Linked DNA regions of Capra hircus: region 2 is linked to region 1. The links are chromatin contacts, called in public Hi-C maps. All regions are on one chromosome and are shown on one strand. The core of a region is the stretch at or near the end of the contact, and the rest is flanking DNA. Distances in the headings are between cores, read along the strand shown.

What was found. A called contact is a pair of places that touch in the nucleus more often than the background predicts.
Region 2: a contact with region 1 is called in a Hi-C map of blood, with 5 times the contacts expected there. The contact joins the enhancer-like site here to the promoter of MYC in region 1. A contact is called at or near these places in 2 of 5 Hi-C or Micro-C datasets (both in blood).

Annotation. Positions count from the first base shown.
Region 1 is chr14:69,335,554-69,339,716 of ARS1.2, reverse strand. MYC (myc proto-oncogene protein) reads right to left here and starts at 2,267. Exons shown (of 3, transcript XM_018058563.1): 1 at 1,706-2,267.
Region 2 is chr14:70,274,000-70,278,162 of ARS1.2, reverse strand. No RefSeq gene overlaps it. Among named protein-coding and RNA genes, the nearest start is that of GSDMC, 910 kb to the left of the region's middle. Within about 2 kb of position 2,177, at least 1 of the 5 cell types and tissues checked has an H3K27ac peak or open chromatin away from gene starts, as enhancers often do.

The DNA of each region.
Region 1 (4,163 bases), core at 1,018-3,517:
CACACAAAGACGGGGCAAGTCTTGAGTTAAAGGGGTCTTGGATGGTGCCGAAACCCCCACGCAGCGCGCACTGCGCGCCACAATCCAGAACCACTCCCCTTCCAGTGCGATCCCCAAATGAGGCTGATGGGAGGTGGGGAACGGACAAAAAAGGCACCCTTTTAGCCCGCTCTGAGTGACCCTCTACTATTTCAGACACACACTTGGCGAACCAGCTCCGCAGCGCCGCGGGGCTTTTCGGCTCCCCTCCGGGGAGCCTGGAGCGCGAAGCCCGGGAGTCTGCCCAGCGACCGCCCAGCAATCGAAATCAGCTTTGGCCTCCGTCACAGGCCCGGGTAGGCGGCGGCGGCGGTGGGGAATAGGATCTGCCAAACGCCGGGGCGCAAAGTTTTGCGCCACCTGAAGGAGGCGGCGAGAGACGCCGCGGCTGGAGCGGTTGCGCTCGGCCCCCTCCCGCTCCCGGGCCCCTAGCGCCGCGCCCGTTCCCACTCGCGCGCCCTCGTCTCGCTGTTTCTCCTGCCGGCGCCGCCGCCCCTCCCAGCCTCCCTTCTCCGCCTCCCGCATCCCTACCCCCAGCGCAACCCCCTTCTTTCCTTTGCGGGCTTTCCTTCTCTCTCCGGCTGGGGTGGCGAGCTCAGCTTCGAGCCTTTAGCCCTTCTCCAACCCCCACCCCCCATCCCCGACCCTCATAAATAAAAGGAGAGTGTTAAATAATAACAGAGACGTCTCCCTTCAACACTCAATACGGCGACGTAACTGCGCCAGAGACCCTGCTACGATTCCGCGCCCGGAGCCGGGCGTCTTCTCCCTCACCCGCCGAGGGTAGCAGCTGTTCTCGAAAAGCCCGGTGCCTCGCTCCTGGCCGTCCTCCGCATCTCAGGGGGCGCAGGGACACCCGCGCGGGGACCCCGGAGGCGGCCGGGGAGCCAAGGCTAGGTGCAGAGATTTTGCCCTCATTCCCCCCCCCCCACCGCCGAGTCAATAATTCCAGGAGACTCGGACACATCTTTGCCCCAGCTTCCTTTTCCCGGTCCCCGCGCCTTCCCAACACCGAATCCTAACCTCTCTGTAGACCAAAATCTTTAATTTTACTATCCTTTAAAAAAAAGTCAAAGGCCAACTTCTAAAATAAGCCGGGAGCGTTGGAGACGCCGAGGGGATCGGCGGGCGGGACGCGCCGCAGTGTCTGTCTCCGGCTGTCAGAAATGCAGTAAGCCGAAATTTAAATACCCTTTTCCAGACAGGGAAAAGTCAGCGGCTGCGGAGCTCTCTTCGCTCATACATGCAATGTGTAATTCTTACTCCAAGGAGTTCAGGATGTGAAGGGTTTTCTGTCAACCGCGAAGCATACCCTTCTTCTCCCCGACAAAAGGCAAAAAAGCAATTAATGCAATAAAGCATGAATGTCCACCCGGCCGGGGTCAGCGTCCATCTAAGGCGAGCAAAAACCTCTAAAGGCTACTTTCAGAAAACGCACCCCCGGTTTCCCTCTGCCTTCCTCTCTCTTCCCATCTTGACAAGTCACTGTACCCCGACCCAGTTCTGGTTCCTCTCCTCTCCACCCCGACTAGCCACAACTACTCTGAGAAAAGTGTCAATAGCGCAGGAATGGGAGAAAAGACACTCGATTCGGGCGTTCTGCTCATCGCGGCGTTAAGGCGGTAGCAAAAATAAATGAAAAAGGCCAATAGGTCCGGGTGCTCACCCGTATTTCCACTATCCGAAGGAAATCTAGCGTCCAAAAAGCGGCGAGGAGCGCCTTTCAGAGGCGCGGGTCGTGGGCTGCGGCAGGGGAAAGTGTCTCCCCAAAAAGGCAGAAGAGCTTCTCTGCGTCCGGGGAGTCTTGGTGTCGCTCGGGTGTTGTAAGTTCCAGTGGGCAAAGTTTCGCGGGTGCGGCGCGGGTGGCGGACCGCTAGCAGGGGTCCGCGGGGAGGGTGGGGTGGGGGCCGGCCGGGCTGGAGGCGCAGAAGCCCCCCTTTGACTCCGGATCTCCCTTCCCCGGGCGCCCGGAGCGCGACTCCGCTCGCTAGGCTGGCTCGGCTCTTCCACCCTGGAGGGCCCGCCCGCTCGCTCCCTCTGCCTCTCGCTGGAATTACTACAGCGAGTCAGATAAAGCCCAGAAAAAACTGGCTTTTATACGAGAAGGTAAGGCCCCTCCTCTGTTCTTTTTCCCGCCAAGCCTCAGAGTAGCCCTGCCCTTCCAGGCAGTGGTGGAGCCAGGCGGCGGCCGCGGCGAGCCAGCCGCAGCGGTAGCCGCGAGATGCTCAGCCCGGGGGTCCTCCGCAGCCGAGACCCTCGCCTATAAAGGGCTGGTGGGCGGGGACTCACCAGAGAGGATCTTTGTCTCCCCCGCCCTCTGCTTTGGGAACCCGGGAGGGGCGCTGGTGGGGAGGGAGGCCGGGAGGGGAGGAGATTCAGCTCTTTGAGCCTGGCACTCCAGTGCGCCGAGCTCTCGGATGTAAACACGGTCAGAGCGCCGCATGAATTAACTGCGCGCGCCTACCATTTTCTTTTGCTCCCGCTCAAACCGTCTCTCTGCTGCTTGGTTCCTGTGGAGCAGCGCTGTGTTGGACAAACCGCATACTTGTCCTGTGTTCTTAAATCATCTGGGGCAGAACCGCTGATCCCTCGATGCTGAGAATACACCGTGTACCCGCGGCTGCGCCATGCACGTCCCGGGTGGACAGGCCGGGGAAGGGGCAGCCTTTGGAAAATAACTCCTACGAAGAGAGGAGGAAAGAAGGGGTATTGATGGGCGTGCGCTCGGAGTGTGTGTGTGCTGGGGGGTTAAGTGTCGATGGGATACATGATCAGAGGTATGGGGAAGAAAAATGGTGCCTGGAATTACTAAAATAATTCAGCAACGCGCTGCCACGTATACTTGGAGAGCGCGGTATGAATAAACACCCATTGCATTTGTTGGGGGTGTTACGCATTCTGGGTGTGCGCAGCTTTCTCGACTGTGCACCTTCCACCCACAATGAATCCCCCGATTGCTGCCAAAGTCGCAGAGGACCCCCACTCCTGGCTCTGCCCGCGCAAACCTACACGGATCTCCGTGGGGGCCAGCGTTCCTCCTGCCCCTCCCCCAACCCAGTATGCGCTAATCCCTGAGATCTTTCTGCGGGTTCCGGAGCTGGAATAAGGGAGGAGCGCGCCTGCGGGTGCGCGCCGCTGGGGACCACCCCCGTCCCTCTAAACCCCCATCCCACCCCCGCGCCTCTCTCGGAGTTCCCAATTCCGCAGCCAGGTTTCAGAAGAGAGACGAATCCTCTTTGCGCCCCGTGGCGCCGGTTTGCACCACTCTGGGGCTCCCAGGTTTGGGGAAAAATAGAAGGCGCTAGACGGGAGGATACAGCCCGGGGGAGGGGGGCGCGAGCTGCGGGACCAGACTCCCCAGAAGAGGGAAGGGGGCGAGCCGGCGGATCCTGCCTGGGGAGTCTGCAGAGTCCCCGGTGAGGAAAACCGTTAACTCTTTCCTGCTAGGACAAACCGAACGTTGACTTCCTTTCTGGGTCTGCTTTTCTCTTTATCATTGGGCTCGAAATCACACACACAAACACACACACACACACACACACACACACACAATGCATCCATTCTCATCTAAGGAGAGGAGCCAAGTATTACTTCCGTTTCTTGGGGTGGGGGGAAATGTGTGCTGGCAGTGTCTTGAGCCAATTAAAAATTGGCCGAATTTCAGGCATTGATTTCCTAGTTCACTGACTTAAATTTTTTTCTGAATACCATAGTGAAGTGTGTATGTATAATAGAATCCACGTACATCTGTATACTTTTCATGTTCACGTCAACCTAGAATTTTGCCCAACACGACACATGATTTGTTCACTCCCTCAATGAATCTATATTTAATATATAATGCATATCCCCTCGGGATTTACTAGTTTGCATTATACAGAGGCGATCTATCCCAGCCCCAGTGCCTCATCCAAGGGCTTATAACTTTTCCACGCCCCTTCCCCCTCCTTCCAAAAGTGAAAAAAATTTGGGACGGGGAGGGCTCGCCTATGTTATGCCTGTGTTTGAGATAAATTATTACCCGTTGAGTTTGCTGCTCGGCATTCGATTGTTAAAAGAGTAGTAACTTCCTCCAAATCAGGCACAAGGCACAAGCCGGTTTTAATGACTGCAAATTGCTCCAG
Region 2 (4,163 bases), core at 928-3,427, 940 kb before region 1:
TATGTAGTGAAACATTTTCATTGTGCTTTAATTTCTAAATGGAAGTCAATCAAGAAATTTTAATGAAATTAAAATTCAGTTCTTCAGACACACAAGCCATATTGTACATGGCTAGAGGCTACCCTTGTTCAGAAGAGGCCAGAGACTAACTAAAAGAGGAAAAGTGATTATAATAATGTGATAAGCTACTTAGAAGGCATATAAGGAGCACAGAGGAAGGTGAACTTAATGTCTCTTAGTGAGCTTGAAATTTTTCAAGCTGTATGAAAAGCAAACATACAAGAATGAAGATGGGGATTCATGAAGAAGGCCCAGATGTCTGCAGGAAAGTGGTTCATGGACAGTCTCCACCCTCTAGATTCACCATCAAAGTGACAAGACTAAGAAACAATGAGTTAACTGTTGAAGAGCAACTCAAAACATAAGTAAGAACTCAAGAGAGCAGCAAAGGTGTTACAGAGCACCTGCATCCATATCCCCCAGTTCTACAACTTACTATCTGCCTCATGTAGAGAGCCTCTGGAAATTTCCCCATCAATAAAAATAGGAATCATATTATCTATCTTAAAGGACTACTGTGAGCAATAAATAAGATAACAAGCTTACGGCATGTTTGTGAAGCCAGAATGCAAATGGGGAAGCCCATGAAAGATTAAGTACAATCCTAAAGGTCTAGGCAGCCATATTGCTTGAGTCTTACAGGGAACGCCTTAGCAGAGTCAGGGGAATCTGATCGTCATGTTACAGGTGGGATCTACAAACTGTGGGGAGAAAGGACTGCATTCCAGGTATTGCTCTCATAGATATTGCTCTAACTAAGAGGGGAGCATGGAGAGACAAAGAAATTAGTGCAAATCCCTGCAAAAGAAGGTGAGATGTGGGACAGAAAATGAGAAAAGGAAAGAAAGTAAAGGATCATTGGTGTTGGAGAAGACTCTGGAGAGTCCCTTGGACTGCAAAGAGATCCAACCAGTCCATCCTAAAGGAGATCAGTCCTGGGTGTTCATTGGAAGGACAGATGCTAAAGCTGAAACTCCAGTACTTTGGCCACCTCATGCAAAGAGTTGACTCACTGGAAAATACCCTGATGCTGGGAGGGATTAGGGGCAGGAGGAGAAGGGGACGATGGAGGATGAGATGGCTGGATGGCATCACTGACTCTATGGACATGAGTTTGGGTAAACTCCGGGAGTTGGTGATGGACAGGGAGGCCTGGCGTGCTGCTATTCATGGGGTGGCAAAAAGTCGGACATGACTGAGCGACTGAACAGAACTGAACTGATGAGTCAAATGGGTTTCCCTGCTAGCTTAGTGGTAAAGAATCTGCTTGCCAATGCAAGTGACACAGACTTGATCTCTGCGTCAGAAAGATCCACTGAAGAAGGAAATGGTGATCCACTCCAATATTCTTGCCTGGGAAAATCCCATGGACAGAGGAACCTGGTGGGTTGCAGTCCATGGCATTGCAGAGAGTCAGATATGTCTTCAGTTCAGTTCAGTTCAGTCACTCAGTTGTGTCCAACTCTTTGCAACCCCAAGAATTGCAGCACACCAGGCCTCCCTATCCATCACCAACTCCCGGAGTTCACCCAAACTCATGTCCATCGAGTCAGTGATGCCATCCAGCCATCTCATCCTCTGTTGTCCCCTGTTCCTCCTGCTCCCAATCCCTCCCAGTATCAGAGTTTTTTCCAATGACTCAACTCTTCGCACGAGGTGGCCAAAGTACTGGAGTTTCAGCTTTAGCATCATTCCCTCCAAAGAACACCCAGGGCTGATCTCCTTCAGAATGGACTGGTTGGATCTCCTTGCAGTCCAAGAGACTCTCAAGAGTCTTCTCCAACACCACAGTTCAAAAGCATCAATTCTTCGGCACTCAGCTTCCTTCACAGTCCAACTCTTGCATCCATACATGACCACTGGAAAAACCATAGCCTTGACTAGACGGACCTTTGTTGGCAAAGTAATGTCTCTGCTTTTCAACATGACTTAGTGACGGAATAACAACAACAAAGGGGCCAAATATAAAAGTTTAACATTGAGAAAGACCAAAATATTTGAGGAAAAAGAAAGAAAAAAGAAAATAAGAGCGAATTTCCTAGTACAATTTTCACTGTGGTCTCCTATACCCTGAGTAAACTGCCCTGCTCTGCCTTTTTGGTTTCTAATGATGCCAGCTTCTCCTCTGTCATACATTGCTGGCTATCTTTAGATGATGCCTGTGTTCACTTCTGCCTCAGAGTCCTACATTTGCCCTTCTCTTTGACTGGAGTGTTTTACCCTTGTTTTTCCTGTATCTAGCCCCTTCTCATTTTGGAGGTCTCAGCTCCATTGTCTCCAGGTCTGGTCTGCCCTAGAACACCTAGGGCACCCCCAGCCACACACCTAACCACTGCTATCCCCTTAACCTCTGCAGCCTGTGGAGACCTTTACTGCTGCTCATCTGTCACTTCCCCGCTCCCAGAATGTAAGCTCCATGAAGACAGTGATTTCCTGTTTTGCTTATGACCATATCCCTAGGACCTAGGAGATACACAATGAATATTTACTGAATGAATGACTAAATAAATAATACATTATCCATAACATAACTTTTCACCAACATGGAGCCACTCATAACTTAAGCAGCCAGAGGCCAATAAAATGAATGTAAAAAATTCTATGTCTATTAAAGTGATTACTAGGACCCTCTATTTAGCACTTTTGAGATTCTTTCTCTTCCCTCATCAGGTTTCTATGCCATTCCTTTCCTCTGGACCTTTGAGATTAAAGCCTGAAGTTATTTTTCGGTGTAATACTCACCCAGTGGCTCCAGGCTATTTTGGATACAGAGCCTCAAATATTCTAGTTCTGGAATCTGCAGGACTAACTTGTGACTCAGTGAGGAGCAGAGAGAGAGACAAAATGAGAAAATAGCAACCTAGAATGCACAAGAAAATGTAATGAATAGCTGTAGCATCTGCACGGAAATAAAGCTTCATGAAAACAGAGGTCCATGTGTTTAATGGAATCAATCCTAAATAAAGTGAAGAATGCAGATGTTGCTTGAAAATCTTGGAAGAGGGCCTATGTAGGTCAGGGAAACAACTTGCAAGAAGTTTGTAAACAGTTCTTAAAAGTGAACTAGATGTTTCCAAAGGACAGGGAAATTCTTTAGCTCTTTGCTCATTCTGACAAAGTTTCTCCTTTTTGATCAGTCATAGTTTTCCTAGGTTTTCATTTGAATACACATAAACAGGCCATGTATCTGGGTCAGCAAAATGGGTCACCATCCCCAGTGATTTCTTCAGTCCTCACATTTGGCAAAATCTCTGCATGGTATCAGTTACATCAAGAATAAGGCTGCAGTCCAGTGTTTAAGGCTTTGCCTTCCAGTTCAGGGATGTGGGTTCGATCCCTGGTTGGAGGGCTAGAATCCCACATGCCTTGCAGCCAAAAAACAAAAAACCCACGAAACAGAGGCAATATAATGGCAAATTCAACAAAGACGTAAAAACTGATCCATATCAAAAAAAATCTTCAAAAAATAAAAGAATACATCTACATCTCAACTTAAGGAGACAGGAAAGACATAATTGAGTCCCGATAATTCATTTTATGGATAAGATGTCTGAGGTTCAGATAAATGGATGCATAGTCAGTCTTATTATTCCTAATTGCCTTAACCTCTCAGATGATGGTCTTTTCAAATGAATTCCAAAATGATTCCTTGCTAAAAAAAGTGTTTTTCATAATCAACTATTTACAATCTACCAGGGAGAAGTTGCATATGGCTAGACTCAATTTCAAAAGAAAAGCTTACAAATGTGTGGGAAAGGATTTTGATGAGCAGCTAGCAATCTGCTGTAAGCAGTGTATGCAAGGTTGGGAAATCAGACCTAGATCTGCAGCTTAGTCTCCTCTTTTATTAGGCATATGCACATGGACAAGCACTTAAGAGCTCTCATTTTTAGCCTCCTTTGTTATTAATATCAATAGACTGTATCTCCAGGGTTGTTGTAAGGATTCAATGAGACAGCAGATTTAATATTGTTAGCCTTGTTGAGTAAGGAGAAAGCGCAAAGTAAATATTGATCATTATTAGCATCTCTTCCCATAGCCAGATCCCAGCTTAAATCCCAGCAGATAACGGATCCTGATAAATGTGTTGGAGCTGAACTGAG